Regions from separate parts of the Sus scrofa genome. Here region 1 is linked to region 2. The links are chromatin contacts, called in public promoter capture Hi-C maps. All regions are on one chromosome and are shown on one strand. The core of a region is the stretch at or near the end of the contact, and the rest is flanking DNA. Distances in the headings are between cores, read along the strand shown.

Region 1 (3,791 bases), core at 898-3,397, 84 kb before region 2:
AAGAAGATGCACCCGAGCAGGGGGAGGAGAGCTACCTGCGGGAGGAGAGGGTGTCGATGGTGGGCGGCCTGGAGGAGGAGGTGAAGAAGGAACATGGAGCCGGGAGGCAGAATGGACGGCGAAGGACGGCGAAGGGGGAGGGGGAGGGGCTTCTGAGAGCATCCGCAGAGGACAGGACAGAGGAGCTGGTGGCTGAAGGAGGGAGGTGATTATTCCAGCTGGAGGAAGAGAGCGAGAGCAGCAGGGGAATGGCTGAGGCAGGACTGGTGGTGGGAGACCGAGAGATGAACGCAGGGAAGGATGCAGAGGCTAACCGGGAGGAAGGTATTCCTTCCTCTTTCCCTTCCTCCGCCTCCGTACTTCCCATGATTTCACACGCTTTGACTGAACTTTCTCCACATGTCAGGAGCTATGGATCCAAAAAGAGACCAGAGAGCAGCTCCCGCACACCCAGAGCCTCCAGTGAGGAAAGACCCTGGGCACCGAGCGGTCGGGCCGAGCGGTCAGTGATGCCTGGGCACTGCTGAGCAGTGGACGTGTAGGCACCAGAGCAGGACGTGAGGACCGAACAGCCGGATCGGGAAGGCTCTGGCTGGGCTGGCTTTTGAGCTGCTTCCTAGAGAGTGGGCATGACAAGAGCATTTAGGGAGAGAAGATGGTGTGTGTCATGGCCTGGAGCTGTGACATGCCTGGACAGGGTCGCTGGACACAGGGGCTCAAGGATCAGGGGTGAGAAACGAGACTGAACGATTGCCCCTGTCCCAGGGGGGCATAGGCATTCACAAGAAGAATAACATTTATGACCACTGCATGCCAGACCCAGCTCTAACTCATGTAATCTCCACACCAACTTTGTAAGGTAGGGCTATTATTCTCCCCACTTTTCGGACAAGGAGACAGAGGTTCAGGAAGACAGCAATAACTTGCCAAGATCATTGTGCTAGAAAGTGCTCAAGCCAGGACTCCAGGCAACCTGACCACAGAGACTGCAGTCTAAGGGGTGAGGGAGGGAGAAGTATCAACCCGGCAGCAACGAGCACCACCAGCACCCAGACCGTGTTCTCAGCATTCCCTCACTGGCCTTTCATCCTCTGTAGGATCTGTAGTGATGTCCCCTCTTTCATTCCAGGTATCACTCATTTGGGTCTTTGCTCCCTTTCTTTTTTTCCCTCTCGATCAGTCAAAGTAGATGCTTACAATTTTACTGATCTTTTCACAGAACCAACTTTCCATCAGATTGGTGTCTCTAAATGCCATTTTCCACAAAAAGAAACTGAGGATTCTTGGAGAAATGGCTGATTCCTGGGCTGAGGCGGGGATAGGACGAGCCTGCATCAGAGAGTGGGGAGGTGCTCAAACATGGACGGGGCATGTTACAGGGACACAGACCTGGGTTGGCAGGACTGCCACTGGCCAAAGTTGGGACAATTTGAATGTTAAAAATAACTGCAACCCAAATATGTTAAAATCTATAAAATCATAATGCTCCTAAAAAAAAAAAAAAGGAAAAGAATTTGGGAAGGTGAGGCAGGGAGGTAAAGGAGAGGCTGGAGTCAGGATCTGGGATGTTGGGGGGGGTGTCCTGCGGAGGGATCTAGGGGACATCTTGGGAAGGCGCCTTGGGGTGGCTGGACCGGGATGGGCGAGGGCAGGAGAGGGACCAAACAGGACACCGATGGATGAGGAGGATCCCCAAGGAGGGGCTCTCCTCCGGCCAGAGGACGGGGCAGTGGGAAACATTGGAAGGAAGGAGGCGAGTGAGGGGACGTTGTTATGGTCTGGAAGGGGCTGGGAGGAGCGGGCCCGATAGGGGTCGGGAGGAACCCAGGAACCCAGGAGACCGTTACACACGCACTGGGGTGGGGACTGAGGGTCCCTGGCGAGTAGGGCAGGCTCGGGGACTCCGCGACGCAGGCTGGGAGGGGACAGCTGCGATCCGGGGCTACTCACCGGTGGGGAGCGCAGGCGGCTGCACCCGGCGACCGAGCTGGGCGGGAAGGTGGGGGGGGGTCCCGCGGGGATCCGAGGCGCCCGCGGAGCGGCCTGTGCTCGAAGTCCCGTCCGGAGCCGTCTGAGCCGGGTGGGGCCCAGAACCGGGAGGAGGGACGGGAGGGGCCGGGGTGCGGGCGGGACGAGGCGCCCCCCCCTCCCCAAACCCGGCGCTCGGCCTCTGGCGCCCCCTGGTGGGGAGTGGCAGGGCGCCTTGGCGAGATGGGTGAGCGCGCGGGCTTCCCGTCCCGGGTTCAAATTCCATCTCTCCCTCTTAACAAGGGAATAGTAATAATTTATTAGTATAAGTAATACTAGAAATTTTAAAACATATGCGAGCTCATGAAACCCCTCTGCTCACAAGCCTCCCGGGCTTTTCTTCACGAACCTAGATGCCAAAGTCCTCACTGTGGTCCGCCAGGCTCTGCCCTCCCCCGCCCCATCTGCCAACTCCCTCTGCCCTCACCTCCCTCTCTCCCCGTGGCTCACTCCCTCCAGCCACACTGGCCTCCTCGCTGTTCCTCAAATACACCAACCACCCTCCAACCTCAGGGCCTTTGCTCATGCTGTTCCTCCACCTGGAACACGTCTCCCCACCGCCCCCACCTCCCCAGGACCCACCTCTCCTTCAGGTCTCTACCCAAACGTCACCTCCTCGGAGAAGCCCTCCCTCATCTTCCTGTTTAATGCAGCACCAACCGTCTGTATCCATCATGGGGGCTTTATTTTTCCCCAGCGTCTTTATCAGCCGTCTACATATTTTCCATTTTCCCGCTTCAGCGAGGGTCTCCCTCGTGAGAACCTGAGCCCCCGTGAGAACCTGAGCCCGGTGAGAACCGGGACTTCAGACCGGGTGGTTCCCTGCTGTGTCTTCCTCTGGCTCTGCATATGTTTGTTGAATTAATCCCTGACCATTTACCAAGCGCTTCCTATGTGCAGGCACCGCTCTAAGCTCTTTGCATGTATTGGCACATCGAGTTCTTGGAATACCCCTGAGAAGAAGGTCTTAATTGTTCCCATTTCACAGATGAGACAACTGAGCTCTGGGGAAGTGAATTCCGAAAACCCAGAGAGATTTGCTCAGGGCCTAGCCACACGCCTGGCTCATAGCAAGTGCTTAAGCATCAGCTCTAATAATCCAGATCTGGGTTAACCCCTGGGAAGCGACTTTGCCCCTGCAAACCTGTTTCCCCACCTGTCAAATGGGTCTTGGTTCTTGCTTCACAGGATCGCTTCCCTTGAGTCTTTACTCAAAAGGCACCTCCAGCACCCTACCCTGCTCTTCGAAGCCCCCTCCCCATTCCTAATTCCTACTTCGTTTACCCTCCTAGCACTTATCACCAAGGGCCACAGTATGTATGTGACCTTTTTTTTTTTGGCTGCACGCATGACATGCAAAAGTTCCCAGGCCAGGGATCAAACCCATGCCACAGCAGTGGCAACACTGGCTCCTTAACCTGCTACACCGCCACAGAACGCCTCCTGCGGTTCTATTCTAAAAGCTTGACATGGAGTTCCCGTCGTGGCGCAGTGGTTAATGAATCCGACTAGGTACCATGAGGTTGCGGGTTCGATCCCTGGCCTCGCTCCGTGGGTTAAAGATCTGACATTGCCATGAGCTGTGGTATAGATCGCAGATGCGGCTCAGATCCCATGTTACTGTGGCTCTGGTGTAAGCTGGTGGCTACAGCTCCGATTCGACCCCTAGCCTGGGAACATCTATATGCCACAGGTGTGGCCCTAGAAAAAGGCAAAAAGACAAAAAAATAAATAAATGAAAGATTGACATGGATGGTCTCCCT
Region 2 (4,158 bases), core at 366-2,865:
CAGGGTGTTTCTAAAAACTGTTGCCCTGACGAGTAGCGGCTGGGAAAGGAGGCGTGCGGAAAAGCAAACACTCAAAAACATCCCCCGACTGTGCCACTATAGGAGGGGCTGTGTGACAAAAGGGGCTGCCGCTCCGGGCAGAAGGCTGGGCACGAGCTGCGGCCCACAGTCTGGGAACATCAGAGGGCTGGGACCTGTCACCCCAGCCTCCCGGGGAGAGCTGACACAGCGGCCTCTGACCCCACCTCCCCGGGAAGTTCAGCTGCTCAGAACCACAAAGCAAAACAAAGGGGTGCGGAGATAGGAAGGAGCCGCGCTGCCTTCCAGCCACCGCTGCCTCCCGGGCCCTCCCGCGGCTCCTCGCCCGGGTGGCCGCTGGCCGCGGACCAAGGCCCGGGCAGCCCCTGGTCCCTTGTCTCCCCGAGGCCGCCGGGTGACAGGAGCCGGAGAAGCAGCCGAGGGGCGGCCAGGGATGGGAAAACCAGATGGCTCCATCCCTCCTCCCTCCTCCTCCATCCTTCCCTCCGGGTGCCCGCGGCCTGGCCGCCCTCCGCAGGGGCCCGGGGAGGCCTCGGGCCCGGCTCGTCCGGGCTCACCCCAGGGAAAGGGTTGCCTTTGTCTAAAGGTCACCACCCGAGCGCGGTGCCCGGGCTGGGCCTGGTGCCTCCCATTCCCGGGCCGAGGGGGAGGAGATGGGGGGCCACCCCAAATCTCGGGAGGTGACAGGGGTAAGGCTCCACTCCCTCCTCCCCCCACCCCCCGCAACGGCCCCCTCCGGGACCAGCCAGCTAGCGGGGGGGGGGGTCAACTCCTTTCACTGCTGGGGGGTGGGGGACCAAGTCAACTCCTTTCATTGTTTAGGGGCGGTGGGGAGGGGGAGACCCAGTGGCCTCCTTCCGCATCCATCCCTTCCCAGCCTGCCGGAGGCCCCGTTTCTTCCCGGCACCCCCAGGAGGGATGAGAGGAGGGGGCGCAGGGGACGGGCGAGAGGGGGAGATGAAGGCTCGCCGGCTCCGACAGGGAAGCCACCATCCGCTGCCCCATTGCCCTCCTCTTTCCCGAAAGGCGAGGAGCAGGGCGAGGGGAGGAGGCCCCCGGGCCGGGGGAGGGGGGGTCTCCCCGCCCCTCCCCCCGTGGAACGTTAGGTCTCGTTTTTCCGCCGCTCCATTGTATCCCCGGCAGCCGGCGGGAGGGCCGGGGAGGCACCGGGCGCCGGGTTTGGGCAGAGGAACCCGGGGTGGGGGGTGGGGGTCCCCGCAGGATCGGGGCGGCGGTGATGGTGGGAGAGACGCGAGGAGTCGGGGGGGGGGCTACCGGGGGTGGTGGGCGCCGAGCAAAAAAAGAGGCAGCGGGCGCTGCGCCCCGGTTGGGGGGCTGAGTGTGTGAGTGTCGGGGGGTGGGTTCGGCCCCGGCTCCGGCTCCCCCCACACACACCCTCGCCGCCAACCCCCACTCCCCCCTCGCTTTTGCGCCCTGTCACAGCCCCGACTCGCAGGTAGAGAGAGTTAAGAGATTTAAAGAGAAATTGCTACATTGTGAGAAACTCACCCTGATGTTTGAGCAGCCGTCGGCGCGGGGTCTCCGAGACGGCCCCGCACGGGCTGCAAAGGGAGGACCCAGAAGGGGCCGACCGGCCGGGCCGGTCAGCGCACTGCCTGATCGCATGGCGGCCGCCCGGCAGCCTCCGCCAGGCCCCTGCCGCCGCCCCGCGCCGCGGCCCGGGCGCCCCGGACCCGCGCCCGCTCCGGGCAGGACCCCTCGGGTTTGCAAAAAAAAAAAAAAAAATTTTTTTTTTAATTAAATGCAAAAGAAAAAAAAAAAACCTTGCAGGTTTTGTGTCCCGCCCCCCCTCTCCTCCTCCTCCTCCTCCTCCTCCCTCCGCCCTCGCCGGGGGACGAGCTTGGAGGAGGCCCCGCCCCGCGACTCGGCAAACCAGCTACCGCTCTGGGCGCGGAGCGGCGGGCCCGCCAGCGAATGGGAGGCTGCGGACGCCCCGGGAGGGTGACCTCCGCACCGGCACCGCCCCCTCCCTCGCTCAAGTCCCGGGGGTTCGGGGCGCGTCTTCCCAGGCTCCGTTGGAGCCTCCCGACTACATCGAGCGATGTTCTGGACTAGGGGGGAAGGCTAAACGGATTCGCACTCCCGGATCCCGGGCGACCGGCCCGGCTGGGGAGGGGGCTCCGTGCGCCCCGGCCGCGCCCCGACGCTGGGGACGGTCGCCGGGTAGGAGAACGCGTCCAAGGGGAGCGCCGAAGGTTCGAAAAGGTAGCGGGAGTCGTGGATGGAGAAGGGAGGCCCCGCAGGTGGAATCTCGAAGGAGCCGGGAGTCGGAGCCAAAAAGCTGGAAGGCTGGGGAGCGGGGGCGGTGCTTTGGGGACACAGGCCTGGACCCCAAACGCGGCTCGCTCACTCACCTCTGTCGGTTCTCTGAGCTGCCGCGGCCTGGAGGCGGGCGCCGGGGAAGCGGATCCGACCTCTCTTAGAACCTCTCCTCGAGGTCTCTCGGGCCGCGCAGATGGGATTCCCAGAAGCCCCGGGACGCCTCGGTGGTGTTGGGTCTGCTTCCGCCCCGCCGGGCCGAGAACGCCTTGCGGGCGTGACACTCAGATGGGCGCGTTTCTTCGGCGAACGCATGCTGAGCGCCTACTGTGTGCCCTGCGCCGGGCTCGGAGCCCAACGAGGACCCAGATAGCTACGAGCTACCCTCCCCAAGCGCTCAGGCCGAGGCGGCTTATATTCTGGTCGCTTAATACCTTCAGTTTCCCCGGTTCCCTGAAAAGCTAGGCGCATACCCCACGAAGCTGCTCAATACATGTGTGTTGAATAAATAAGTGATTGAGAGCTATGTGTTTTTAAGCTTTAGATCTGATCCTAGTTTCTCGGCGGCACTACTGTTATTTACGAGACCACGGAGGTAAAGGGCCCTGACTCAAACCCGGGAGCTCCTGGTTCCCATCCTGCCACTTGTTTACTGTGTGACCTTGGGCAAATGACTTCACCTCTCCGCTCCTCCATTTCCAAGAAGAAATCAATACTAGGTCTCACTTAGAGGGTTAGTAGGAGAAAATGACTTCTCTCGGAGAGCGGAACCTGACAGGAAGCGCCAGATAAGTGCAGACCGTTATTATTATTGATTATTATATAAAAAGGGAACCTGATCAACTCCAGAACTTAACACACGCATTGCTCCAAACAGAAAACAGTGGTCAATCTATGACTAACGTGGTGGTCATCCGCCACCCACTGAGATAGGGGACCCTTAGGGAACAGCCATATACACAGACATTATTTTGGAGCAGCTTTATTATTTGTTGGCTAAGATTGACACTCAGTTACACAGCTTGAATCCTGTCTCGATGGCTTTTTTCCAGTCTTCACCAGGAAGAGACCCTCAGTCACCTCTATCTAGAGACCTTTAGTTAGTCCCATCTTACGGGCGTAGAAAACTAAACTGGCCCAAAGAGGGAAAGTGTTTTGCCCAAGCTCCCACAAGCAGGAAGTGAGACCTGATCTGAGCCAGGTGCCACTCCTGGCTCTCAGAGCTGCTGACCCTGGGGAACCTCAGAACTTGGGAACTGACTGGGGTTCCAAGTTAGCAGATTTGAGGCGCTGCAGGGGATGACTGTCCAAGTTCACTCATCCAGGAAGTATTGTTGATGAGTATCTAGTGTGGGTGGGGAATATAGTGTCACCCTGGTTCCTGCCCCATCGATACCCCTACCCCACCCCCACCCCCAGCCACTGTCTATTAGGGGATACAGACAATGAGAAAATAAGCAAATAGGTCTCTTAGCCTGTTTCCCTGGCCCTCAGTGGCAGGTTCCAGGCTTCCAGTGGCATTACGCCTGCTACACATACCCCCCAAAATAGTGTACCCAGCACTTAGTGCTCAAGAAAGGTATGCTAGGAGTTCCTCTTGTGGCTCAGTGGTAACAAACACAACTAATATCCCTGGCCTCATTCAGTGGGATAAGGATCCAGAGTTGCCATGAGCTAAATTGTAGGTTGCAGATGTTCAGATCCCATTGTGGCTGTGGCTGTGGCTGTGGTGTAGGCCAGCAGCTGCAGTTCTGATTTGCCCCCTAGCCTGGGAGCCTAGGAACTTACATATGCCGTGGGTTCAGCCCTAAAAAGCAAAAAAAAAAAAAAGAAAGAAAA

Evidence for each region. Promoter capture Hi-C pulls out the DNA fragments that hold promoters and counts their contacts.
Region 1: a contact with region 2 is called in a promoter capture Hi-C map of fetal skeletal muscle, with 2.7 times the contacts expected there. The contact joins the promoter of EHD2 here to the promoter of BICRA in region 2. A contact is called at or near these places in 1 of 5 promoter capture datasets (fetal skeletal muscle), 10 of 47 Hi-C or Micro-C datasets (alveolar macrophages, embryonic fibroblasts, epiblast stem cells and 5 more) and 2 of 2 datasets of contacts at active chromatin or transcription factors (alveolar macrophages and skeletal muscle).

What each region holds. Positions count from the first base shown.
Region 1 is chr6:53,421,845-53,425,635 of Sscrofa11.1, reverse strand. It overlaps EHD2 (EH domain-containing protein 2), which reads right to left and starts at 2,147. Exons shown (of 6, transcript XM_003355959.4): 1 at 1,951-2,147; 2 at 1-35.
Region 2 is chr6:53,336,623-53,340,780 of Sscrofa11.1, reverse strand. BICRA (glioma tumor suppressor candidate region gene 1 protein) reads right to left here and starts at 1,615. Exons shown (of 17, transcript XM_021094645.1): 1 at 1,549-1,615.